2 separate regions of the Gossypium raimondii genome follow, and region 2 is linked to region 1. The links are chromatin contacts, called in public Hi-C maps. All regions are on one chromosome and are shown on one strand. Each heading gives the region's core, a stretch centred on a gene start, on an enhancer-like site or on the middle of the called end of the contact. The rest is flanking DNA. Distances are from core to core; before and after follow the strand shown. Region 1 holds the start of LOC105784425 (tubulin beta chain). Region 2 holds the start of LOC105784509 (filament-like plant protein 4).

Region 1 (5,834 bases), core at 2,328-4,827:
TTTAAAATGGGGATTATAGTGGGTGTTGAATTGAAGAATGAAAGGTTTAAATTGATAAATTTTCTTTATTTGAGTCGGAAAGAAGCAAAAAGAAACATCATCATCATCATCATCATCATCATCATGAGAAATACAATATACGAGCAAACCAGAAAACTTATACAAACACTATCAGCCACGTAGTAGTAATAGTATTATTACAATACAAGCTAGAAAAGGTCTATCGTTGGAGTTTCATTTAGGACTCATAATCGTCCTCCACACCATCGACATCATCCTCGTACTCCCCTTCATCATCCACGGCCGCATCCTGGTATTGCTGATACTCTGCAACCAAGTCATTCATGTTGCTTTCTGCTTCTGTGAACTCCATCTCATCCATCCCTTCACCAGTGTACCAATGCAAAAACGCCTTGCGACGGAACATTGCTGTGAATTGTTCACTTACCCTCCTAAACATCTCCTGGATTGATGTTGAGTTCCCCACAAAAGTCGATGCCATCCTTAGGTTCTTTGGTGGAATATCACAAACACTGGACTTCACATTATTGGGAATCCACTCCACGAAGTAAGATGAATTCTTGTTCTGAACGTTGATCATCTGTTCATCAACCTCTTTGGTGCTCATCTTGCCTCGGAACATAGCTGAGGCTGTTAGGTAGCGACCATGGCGAGGGTCAGCAGCACACATCATGTTCTTGGCATCCCACATCTGCTGTGTCAACTCCGGAACAGTGAGCGAAATGTATTGCTGGGAACCACGGGATGTAAGTGGTGCAAACCCGACCATAAAGAAGTGAAGACGTGGGAATGGGATCAGGTTCACAGCCAACTTCCGGAGGTCTGAGTTCAGCTGTCCAGGGAACCTTAGGCAGCATGTTACACCACTCATTGTTCCAGATATCAAGTGGTTCAGATCTCCAACTGCAAGATTAAAAGTTCACAGTTAGCTTCACTAATTTAAATCGTTTCACCTTTATAGCAAGCCATTCATCAAGATGAATATGTTATCACTCACAGCTTGGAGTAGTGAGCTTCAATGTCCTGAAGCAAATATCATAAAGTGCCTCGTTGTCAAGAACCATGCATTCATCAGCATTCTCAACCAATTGATGCACAGAGAGGGTGGCATTATACGGCTCCACAACTGTGTCGGAGACTTTAGGTGAAGGGAAAACAGAGAATGTCATCATCATCCTGTCAGGATATTCCTCTCTGATTTTCGATATCAGGAGAGTTCCCATGCCAGAGCCTGTGCCTCCTCCAAGCGAATGGCATACCTGAAAGCCTGTTCCAGAAGTAATATAAACAAGTTCGCTTCATCAGACAATTCAAAGGGAAAATTTTCATGTTATTTAGCCGATAATATGAACACTAAGTGACTTTTTAAACTAACCCTTATCTAAAAGCGAAAGAATTTACCCGAAAGATAAAAGTATCACTAAAAGTTTATTTAAGGTATATGATATTGAAATAATTTAACATGGTAATATATAAAGTATAAATTTTAAATATCTTTTAATTAATTAATTAATTAATATAAATTATTTTTAAATTAATGATATATAAAATATTTTAAAACAAATATAATAATAAATTATATTTAAAATTTAATATAATGATAAATGATATTTAAATAATTTAATATAATGATATGTAAAATATTTAAATAATTTAAATATTGATACATTAAATATAAATTAATCTAATTTTTATATATCATTTAAATAATTTATATAAATAAGAGTATTTTCATAATTTTTCAAAAGTAAAAGCCATAAGTCTAAAACACTTAAATATCAATTTTTACATTTGAATGAAAAAACATTTTTCCACCGCAATTTTAACCCAAAATACTAGGTGTTATTCATTGCTTCTGTGATGAAAAACACTTTTAAAACCCTAAACGGAATCAACAACGGCCCTTAATATGGATTAATTCAATAATCCACCATTATCATGATCTAATGTTACTACAGTTATAATAGCAACAAACCAAATCTTTCACAGCAGTCAAACCATTATCAGATAATGACAACATTTGTCCCTTTCAGATAGATCTAGATCTAGAAAGATGGTTATCTCTTTATATTTTAAACTTACTACTCTTCAAAATTTTGCATAACACGAGATCTGATACTCATGCCAATGTTACAATTTACCATTTGATTGTTATTGTTTCTAGATTGATACAACAGTCACATGGTGTGTGCATTTATGCATGTTAGTTATGATTCTCCATGCTCATTTAGATACTTTCATTTTTCTTGTTCTTCAAGATTCAGATGTAAAAATATTGGCCAAGCCATAATAATAATAATATAAAGACTGCATTCATATGACGGTGAGTTGGTAAGGATCCCCAATGCTTCACCAAATGCATTAAAAGGTTTATCAAGGCTCCACCAAAGTTGTCGGTAGTATTAAAGACAAAATGAAATGTTGTTGGGCAATCAAAGTCGTAACATGAAAAGAAAATAAAAAAAAAACTACAGATAAATAATTCTGCTTATATATGTATATTTATATATGTAACAAAAGGTAGATTAAGAACCATGGCCTCTTTTGCCTTCACACCAGACAAAAAGAAGCTTACGTAATAACACCGCAGTTTGGTTAACTAAATATTAGTCCTAACCATTAGCCAACTAAAGAGAAGGTTGATAATGGAACAAATAAGCAGTCATTTCATGTAATTTTCAAAGTAAATTGTCTTTTATAATTTTGAAGATTTTGCTATTGTTTACAGATTGTTGGGATAGGTGAAATTGAAATTGAGATGATTTCAGCTTGATATGGTCATCGTCGTAAGGAAATCAAACGATAAACATCAAAAGCAATTCTATATCATTATCGCATTAGTGCTATGGCAATAAAATAGATAAAAAGTTTCAAGCACTGAGGTAAAAAAGGAAGAGTAATTATGATGGAATGGATCAAGTAAACTGCAATTAAAAGAATACTGTAAGAATCAATTCTACGAAAATCAAATCCAAATTTCTAAGAAAAGAATCTTTGGAAAATAGATTTCGATTAGTATGAAAATGTAAAAGTAGGGGAATAATGCGTATACCTTGCAAGCAATCACAATTCTCAGCCTCTTGACGAACAACATCAAGAACAGCATCAATCAACTCGGCACCTTCAGTGTAATGACCCTTGGCCCAGTTGTTTCCAGCGCCAGATTGTCCAAAGACGAAATTATCAGGCCTAAAGATCTGGCCGTAGGGACCAGATCTGATACTATCCATAGTACCGGGTTCAAGATCCATGAGAACCGCACGAGGAACGTACCTTCCACCGGAAGACTCGTTATAATACACATTGATCCGCTCCAGGTGGTTATCGGATGATTCACCATCAGCATTGTACCTTCCAGTAGGATCAACGCCGTGTTCCCCGCAGATCACTTCCCAAAACTTGGATCCAATTTGGTTCCCACATTGGCCTCCTTGAACGTGAAGGATTTCTCTCATCGTCGAAAAGGAAAGGGAATTAGAGAGGTTTTGTTTGGGTTGGCAGAGGAAAATGGAAGGAAATAAAGTGAAATGGGTAGTATAAGGTTAAGGTGGAAATGGTAATAATATAAGAAGAGAGGATGACATTTGAATTGAGAGAGAGAATGTACGGACACCAACTAACCGCCCATCCAAATGAAGGATGCGTTACGTTAGTTAGGGACGTTGGGCGCGTTTTTCCAAAATTGGCGTTTTTATTACAACGTGTATATATTTTTTGGCTTTATTAGTAAATTGCCCCTAAATTATATCCTAATTTTCTTATTAATCTTTAAAGTTTTTTTTTCCAAAATGGTCCTAAACTATCAATTCTGTCCCAATTTACCAAAATATGATATCAACCAATAAAAATGTGACATGTGGAACATTCTTTTTGAATCTTGTTCAATTTTTTAGTAAAATGAGACCAAATTAATAGTTTAAGGATGACTTTAGATATAAAAATGTTTAAGGAGTAATATGAAAATTAAAGTATAGATCAGGAATCAATTAACTAATAAGCTTTTTTATTATCTTTTTGGTACAAGTTTTATGGAATGAAAGCGTGTAAGCAGTAAGTTAATAGTTTCTGTTCTGATTTATCTTTTGGGTTAAATAAAAAAATTAGCCCCCAAACTATAGTACCTTTCCCATTTAAGTATCTGAATTAATTTCTTTTGTCAAATATGGTCCAAACCGGTCATGATTTTATAGGCCGTGGCAAAAAGGAGAAAACCGGTCATGTATGGTGTGAATATTCTTGTTCAGAAAACTAATTAAATGAAATAAGATTAAATTTTATAAAATATGAATTATAAACAGAAACTGACAATGACATAAATTCATAAATTTAGCTACTTGAGGATTTGAGTTTTATAATAATAAACCAAATTAAAGCGGGGAAATCCTAAAGTTGGAGAACCTCTTTACTGTTAAAATAAAAAACAATAAATCCCATTCACTGCTTTGCTCTTTCCTTATGAACCACATATAAAGAGAAATTCCATATTTGCCCTTTCCGCCACTGTTATGAAAGAGAGGGAAAGAAAGATGAAACATGGGATAATAGAGAGAAGGAAAAACTTTTTTTTTATTTTATTTTATTAAATTTACCAATATCAAAATTAGTAACGGAGTTCAAATTTAGATACCACTTTTTACTAAAACATAATTTAAGCGCTTAAGTGGAAAAAGCGATATAGTTTGGAATAGAACTGCCCATGGGTCGAGACACTCGGCCCGGCTCAAAGGACCACTCAAAAAGTGGGAGGGTTTGGGCAAAAACATAAACTCGAATAATGGGCTTAGGTAAAGAAATAAGGTCTGTTTAAAAAATGGGCCAAGCCTCAAGTGATACATTTTAGCCTAGGCCCAAAGAAGCCCAATTTCATAAAAGGACAAAAAAACTCTGCTATTTTTTTGTTGTTTTCTCCCTATTTTGCTATCATTTCACTATTATGTTATTACTATTTTGTTGTTATTGTTTGCATATTGTATAACACTTGTTTTATTGTTAATTTTGTTATTATTTTAGAGGTATTTGCTTGTTAAGTTGCATCTATCTTAGTGTTATTTAAGTATACATATTTTTTAAAATTTATTTTTAATTTGTTGAAAAATATTTATTTTAATATTTTTAGTATTTTTATGTATTATATATATTTAAAAATTATATAAAAATAATATAAAAATTTAATACGGGCGGGCTGAACTAGACTTGGGTTTTAGCATTTTTATCCAAACCGAATTTAGACAAAATTTTAAGCCCATTTTTTTCGGGCTGAATCAAACACAAGTCTAACAAATGGGCCTAAAATTTTAGTTGAACCAGGCCCGACCCATAAACACCTCTAGTTTAGAAGTCAATTTTTATTCAAGCCTCACTTCTTACAGCGCGATTACAACTTCGAAATAAGAATTAAAATGAATAAATTATTTCATTTTTTTATCTTAAAATCTGGTATGATTTTTTTTGTTTGTTTGTTTAAAATATGCTTAAGAATTTTTACCTTTTTTTTATGTTTACAAGCTTTTATTTTTTTGGAATATAGTTTCTCTATTACTGGATTTAAAATGCATCAATTCTTATCATTATTAAAGTTTTTATATTACAACTTCCTTTTTGGTTACATGACTACAAAATAAATTTTGTTATTTTAAAATATCACACTAACAACTTTAATGATTAATTTTAATAGTGTTAACAATTAACTCTAAATTCTTAATTTTAAAAAAGAAGAAAGATTAAATTCCAAATGTATGAAGCTTGGAGCATGTTTTAACCCGTCAAACAGTCTATTTTGTAAATTTATGGCTAAAATATTTTTAAGAGTTAAT
Region 2 (5,834 bases), core at 846-3,345, 280 kb before region 1:
TTTTCGACATACATATCTGTTCCAACCTCTTCTATAATCCAGCGGCAGTATTTTCCTTCATCACATCCTGCAAAAATTCGTTAGACAAATGCAGATGTAACTGTGTTAATGCCTTTCGATCATTGCGCTTCTTCTCTTCTTCCGTCAAAGTTGAAGGCATCTTATCTACCCCTAGTAGGGCTTCCTCTAAGTCCATCTGTGCAAGAACTGCTTACATCTTTATCTGACACAATGCAAATCTGGTGTTGCGATCCAACAGCGAAATTTCGTACTTCAAAGACGTCATTACCGTGATTGAGATGAACAATCCGGAAGCTCTGATACCAATTTGAGAAAAATATAATGTCGGCAATGACAATATATCGCAAAGAAAAATAGAAATAGAAAAATAAAGAACACACAAATTTTACGTGGAAACCCTTTCGGGAAAAAACCACGGGCAGAGGAGAAGAAAATTCACTATGTCGAAAACTTAATTACAAGAGGAGTAGACTATGCCTATTTATAGGCTTGTAAACCTTATTCTAATAGGAGTGAAACTTCTTATTCAAATAATATAAAATAGATGGAGTTTAATAAGGTTTAGAAACCTTATTCTAAAATAAAATAAAAGAAGTATAATTCTATAGGGATTTTACTTTTATTTTATTTTACCACAATATTTTATTTAAATAAGGATTTGGGTCACTTAATTCTAACAGTTGATGGTTCATTCTAAAGACTAAACAAATTAGTGTTGGAGTTATTGCAAGGGATTTTCATGGCAAGTTGGTTGACGGGCAAGGATGAGTATAGTTGCAATGCCACCTAATTAAGGTAAAGGTCGTTCCTATTTTGGTCCACTTTTAATTTTTTTTTGTTAATTTGGTCTCAGCCAGAAATAAATTTGATCAAATTTGTCACTCCACCTTTAAAATGATAATGGAAGACTAATGTATTTTTTTAGTGACCAAAATAGTAACAATGCCTATTTAAAATGTTTACCGAGTAAATTTTCCTAATTTTAAAATGATGAAAATGAGAACCACTCTAATTTAAAAGAACTAAAATAAGAAATGCACATTGACATTCTATTAAGAAATACACAATCAACATTCTATTACTATTTAATTGGAAGTAATTTAATCTAGCAAAACTAGTGTTGTAAAGCAAAGATTAGAGAGCAGGATATAACCAAATTCGGTAGACAACAAAATCCTGTAATTGGGGTCCAACATCACTAACATTAAATTACATGTCCCGAATACCAACGTACTAAAGCAATTTCAATGGTGGAGATGCGGTTACACATGGCAATAGATGCAGCGATGGAGCATGGTAGCAGACAATATTTGATTAAAACAAATCCTCATTATTAGCTGTAACGAGTAGTGACGGCGGTCCTAAGTCGTAACATAGAAACAGAGCATTCCAAAATATCGTTTACAGCCCAGCTGTTGCTCTACCACAGTGAGTATAAATGTATTAGATTTGATTTAAAAACATAATATATTTAAATTATTAATATAAATTATAAACTTATTAAAATTATATTAATATATAAAATAATTATAACTGAAAAAAATAGCGATGAATTGCCAAAATTCACTTCTCATTCTTTATTTTTTTAACATAATGAATTATTTAGTTTTTCAATTTTATAAATAAAATCATTTTAATTTTTATCTTTTTAATCTTTAAATTTATTTTGTTTGTCAAACTACTCAAAAATGGATGATTACTAATGTGACATACACGTGAGTTATCGGTAGATATCATGTCGTAAGTAATTAATTATTTAAAATTTAGAAAATTATGTAAAATATATTTTTAATATTTTAATTTTTTAAAATGACGTACAGATTAATGCATGTAGGTTGCGAGGTGTGTCATCAATAAGATTAACAAATGTTAAAAATTTCACCTATTTTGAGATAATGAGGATAAAAAGATGGGGGGATTAGTATATTTTTATTATATGTTTAAGAATAAATAGGATATAAAATGATTTAGATTAATATGATTAAAAATAAAAGGTTTATAGATGGAAAGTCCTAAAATCTAGTATGTGTATTCGTACACTGGCCTGTTATTAATGAACAAAAACCAAAAACACTGGCATTTAATTTTTATTTGCAGAAAACTAGTAACAATCTCAAAGCCGAATTGGTTTTGTAACTTTTGCTCTATTGCCCCAACGCCACCACCACGGTCCCACTCCCTCCTCCTCCGCCATTGCCACCACTTCTTTCACTTCCTCAAAACACTGAAACCAATAACCCCAAAACCCACAAATTTGGATCTTAACTTTAAATCTCAAACAACACTCTTTTGTTCATACTGTACAAACCTTCATTTCTGATTCTCAAGGTAAGTCAAGTTTATGAAATAATGCGAGTTCTAAAATGCTTCTTTCTTTCGTTCTTTCCTTTTTTTAACTTTTCATTTGCTTGTTTGTTTGGTTTAAGCATAAAGGTTGATGGTCAAAGCACAGTTGTAGTGTGTAGTGAGTAAAAATGGAAAACTTATGTTTTTCCCTCTGCCCTTAGTTTTTGTTCCTTTCTGGTTTCTTTTAATTGCAAGACAAATAGATGTCAGGTTTTATGCAGACTAAAATGTTTCATTTGAGATGCTCTTTTTTTCTTTTTTTTTTTTGTCGGTGAGGTTTCAATTTTTAATGTTTTGCTTGATATGAAGCGAGCTTTTGATTCTAAGATCTTTTGCTTTTTGATTAGATCTTCTTTTTGCATTTCAACTGAAGCCATTGATGAACTTGGTTTTGCTCTGATTCGATTCACAACACTTTGAAACACTGACGATCTTACTTGTTTCTATCTAAAACCATGGCGTTTATATTTATGTTGTACGATAATGAATGGATGTCACACGGTGCCTTTTTTCTTCTTCTTCTTCTTCCCTTTTCAGTTCTAAATTGATGGCTTGTCTTTTTCTTTCACGTTATTTTCAGTCCCAAATTACCACAAATACCAAACTCCTGCTGCTGCTTCATTCTAGTAGTACAATCTGCTTTGTAATTTCTCAACCTTGGAAACTTTTTTTTTATCCCCTCACATGATGCTCTGTTTGGTAGCTGAGAAAATGTAGTATAAAAGAGAAGAGCACCTTGATTTCTGACAGCTGTCTATTAATTTGATTTGGTCAAAGTAAATTCTAGTAAAAATATTAAACTTTCTTCTTAGGATTCTTGGTGACTATTAATAGTTTGGTGAATATCTACCAAAACATTATTCCATCATGCAATGTTAAAGAAATGCTACCTAACCTGATGATCCCCATTCTTAATTTTTGCTATTTCTCAGTGCATTACTAAGATTTGCATTATCTTTGGGAGGATTTATTTGAACTCTTGAGTGTTTTCGGTACCAAATATGTAAGGCAGTTAGCTTTTGGTATCATAGAACATGTTTCTGTTTATAGTCTTTGAATACGGTTTAAGAAAATTGAACTTGGTTTGAAATTGTTTTCATTTCGATTAGAAAAAGAATGTCAGAAACTTATCTGAGAGTAATACGGCCTAAATAGGGTGGCTGCAGCGTGTATCCTTAGTCATATACTATGATTTTTGGATTGGAGTGAGGCTGTGATGTTCAGTTTCCTTTTCTTTTGCAGTATATATATTTTTCTTGACAAATTATTTGGTCTTCTTGACATAGGCTATAAAGGGGTTTCAAGTAATGGACCGCCGTTGGCCTTGGAAGAAAAAATCATCTGATAAAGCTGATAAAGATGCTGCTGCTGCTGCCGCCGAAGCAGATGCTGCCGCTGCTGCTTTAGCTTCAGCTGCATCTCAAAATGATCAGGTAAATCTTGTTTATGTAACTAAACCACATCGGAAAATTGGTGTTTATTTTCTCAACTTTCTGCATTTCTATGCCCTAGCACATTATCTCAGCTGGAGCAGAGATTTATATCTGCTTATCATCTAAATTGTTGAGCTGTTTTATCAGATACTGATTTTGTGTTGAACAGAATACTTACAAAAAACCCAAGTATGTTCAAATTTCCATGGAATCATATTCACATCTCACTGGTTTGGAGAATCAAGTGAAAATATATGAGGAACAAGTCCAGACATTGGAGGATGAGATTAAGGACTTGAATGAAAAGCTCTCTGCAGCCAATTCAGAGATTAGTGGCAAGGAAGACCTGGTGAAACAGCACACTAAAGTTGCAGAAGAAGCAGTCTCGGGTTAGTCTATGCTCAAATGTTCAGAGTCTAATATAAGAGTAAAGTTCCTCTAGCTAAACTTGGTCCAATTTTTTCTCACTCTCTGCTGTTGAATTTGCTGTAGGTTGGGAAAAGGCTGAAGCAGAGGCCTTGGCCTTGAAAAATCATCTGGAATCTGTTACCCTTTTGAAGCTCACTGCTGAAGATAGGGCATCGCATTTGGATGGTGCTCTTAAAGAGTGCATGCGGCAAATCCGAAATCTGAAGGAAGAACACGAGCAGAAGTTGCAAGATTTGGCTGTTAGCAAAAACAAGCTATGTGAAAAGATTAAGCTTGAGCTCGAAGCAAAGATAGCTTATTTAGACCAAGAGCTCCGTAAGTCTGCAGCTGAAAATGATGCAATTTCTAGGTCTTTGCAAGAACGTTCTAACTTGCTGGTCAAGATTACTGAAGAAAAATCTCAAGCTGAGACCCAGATTGAGTGTTTGAAGGGTAACATCGAATCATGTGAAAGGGAAATCAATTCACTGAAGTATGAGATGCATGTAGTTTCCAAAGAGCTCGAAATTCGTAATGAAGAAAGGAACATGAGCATGAGAACTGCAGAAGCAGCTAACAAGCAGCATATGGAGGGTGTAAAAAAGATAGCAAAGCTAGAAGCAGAGTGCCAAAGGCTGCGTGGTCTTGTGAGGAAAAAGTTGCCTGGTCCTGCTGCACTTGCCCAAATGAAGCTAGAGGTTGAGAGTTTAGGCCGGGATTATGGAGATACTCGATTAAAAAGGTCTCCCGTCCGGCCTTCTACTCCACACACACCTGCTGTCACTGATTTTTCTCTTGACAATGCACAGAAATTCCATAAAGAGAATGAGTTTCTCACTGAACGATTATTAGCAATGGAAGAAGAAACAAAGATGCTGAAAGAAGCTTTGGCAAAGCGTAACAGTGAACTACTGGCTTCTAGGAATCTGTGTGCTAAGACATCTACCAAGCTTCAAACTTTAGAAGCACAACTTGCCATCAGCAGCCAACAAAGAAGCCCCTCAAAAGTTAGCAATTCACCAAGTGTGACTTCTGTGTCTGAAGATGGAATTGATGATGAAAAAAGTTGTGCCGACTCATGGGCAACTAGTATGATCTCTGAGCTCTCTCAATTCAAAAAGGAAAAGAGCATTGAAAAGTTGAATAAAACTGAAAATGTGAAGCACCTGGATCTTATGGACGACTTTCTTGAGATGGAGAAGTTGGCGTGTTCTTCAAATGATTCTACTGCAAATGGTGCAATCACTAATGCAGGTTGTACAAACAATAAATCACCCGAAGCTGTTAATGCTGATGCTTCAGGAGAGACTTCTTGCAAGGAACTCCAGTCTGGAAAGCAGCATGATCTATCACCACCAGCAAATCACGGGTCTATAGTCCATCCTGAATCTGATGCAGACAAATTGCTTGTTATGAAGCTTTATTCAAAGCTTTCTATGGTGCTTGAATCAATGTCCAAGGATGCTGATGCGCACAAAATTCTGGATGACATCAAATGTGCTATCCAGGATGCACAGGACACTCTGAGCGATCACTCTGTCAATGGTGTCTCTGAGGAAGTGGATGGCTCTGAAGGCAAATGCAATAGGCAGGGTCATCCGGAAAATGGAAGCTTAACTGAAGGGA

Evidence for each region. A called contact is a pair of places that touch in the nucleus more often than the background predicts.
Region 2: a Hi-C map of leaf shows a contact between it and region 1, with 4 times the contacts expected there. The contact joins the promoter of LOC105784509 here to the promoter of LOC105784425 in region 1. A contact is called at or near these places in 2 of 2 Hi-C or Micro-C datasets (both in leaf).

What each region holds. Positions count from the first base shown.
Region 1 is chr1:15,888,006-15,893,839 of ASM2569854v1, reverse strand. It overlaps LOC105784425 (tubulin beta chain), which reads right to left and starts at 3,577. Exons shown (of 3, transcript XM_012610312.2): 1 at 3,074-3,577; 2 at 1,019-1,288; 3 at 46-924. The coding sequence starts at 3,476. The coding sequence ends at 239.
Region 2 is chr1:16,167,945-16,173,778 of ASM2569854v1, reverse strand. It overlaps LOC105784509 (filament-like plant protein 4), which reads left to right and starts at 2,095. Exons shown (of 6, transcript XM_012610427.2): 1 at 2,095-2,349; 2 at 3,654-3,800; 3 at 3,970-4,189; 4 at 4,293-5,834. The coding sequence starts at 3,675.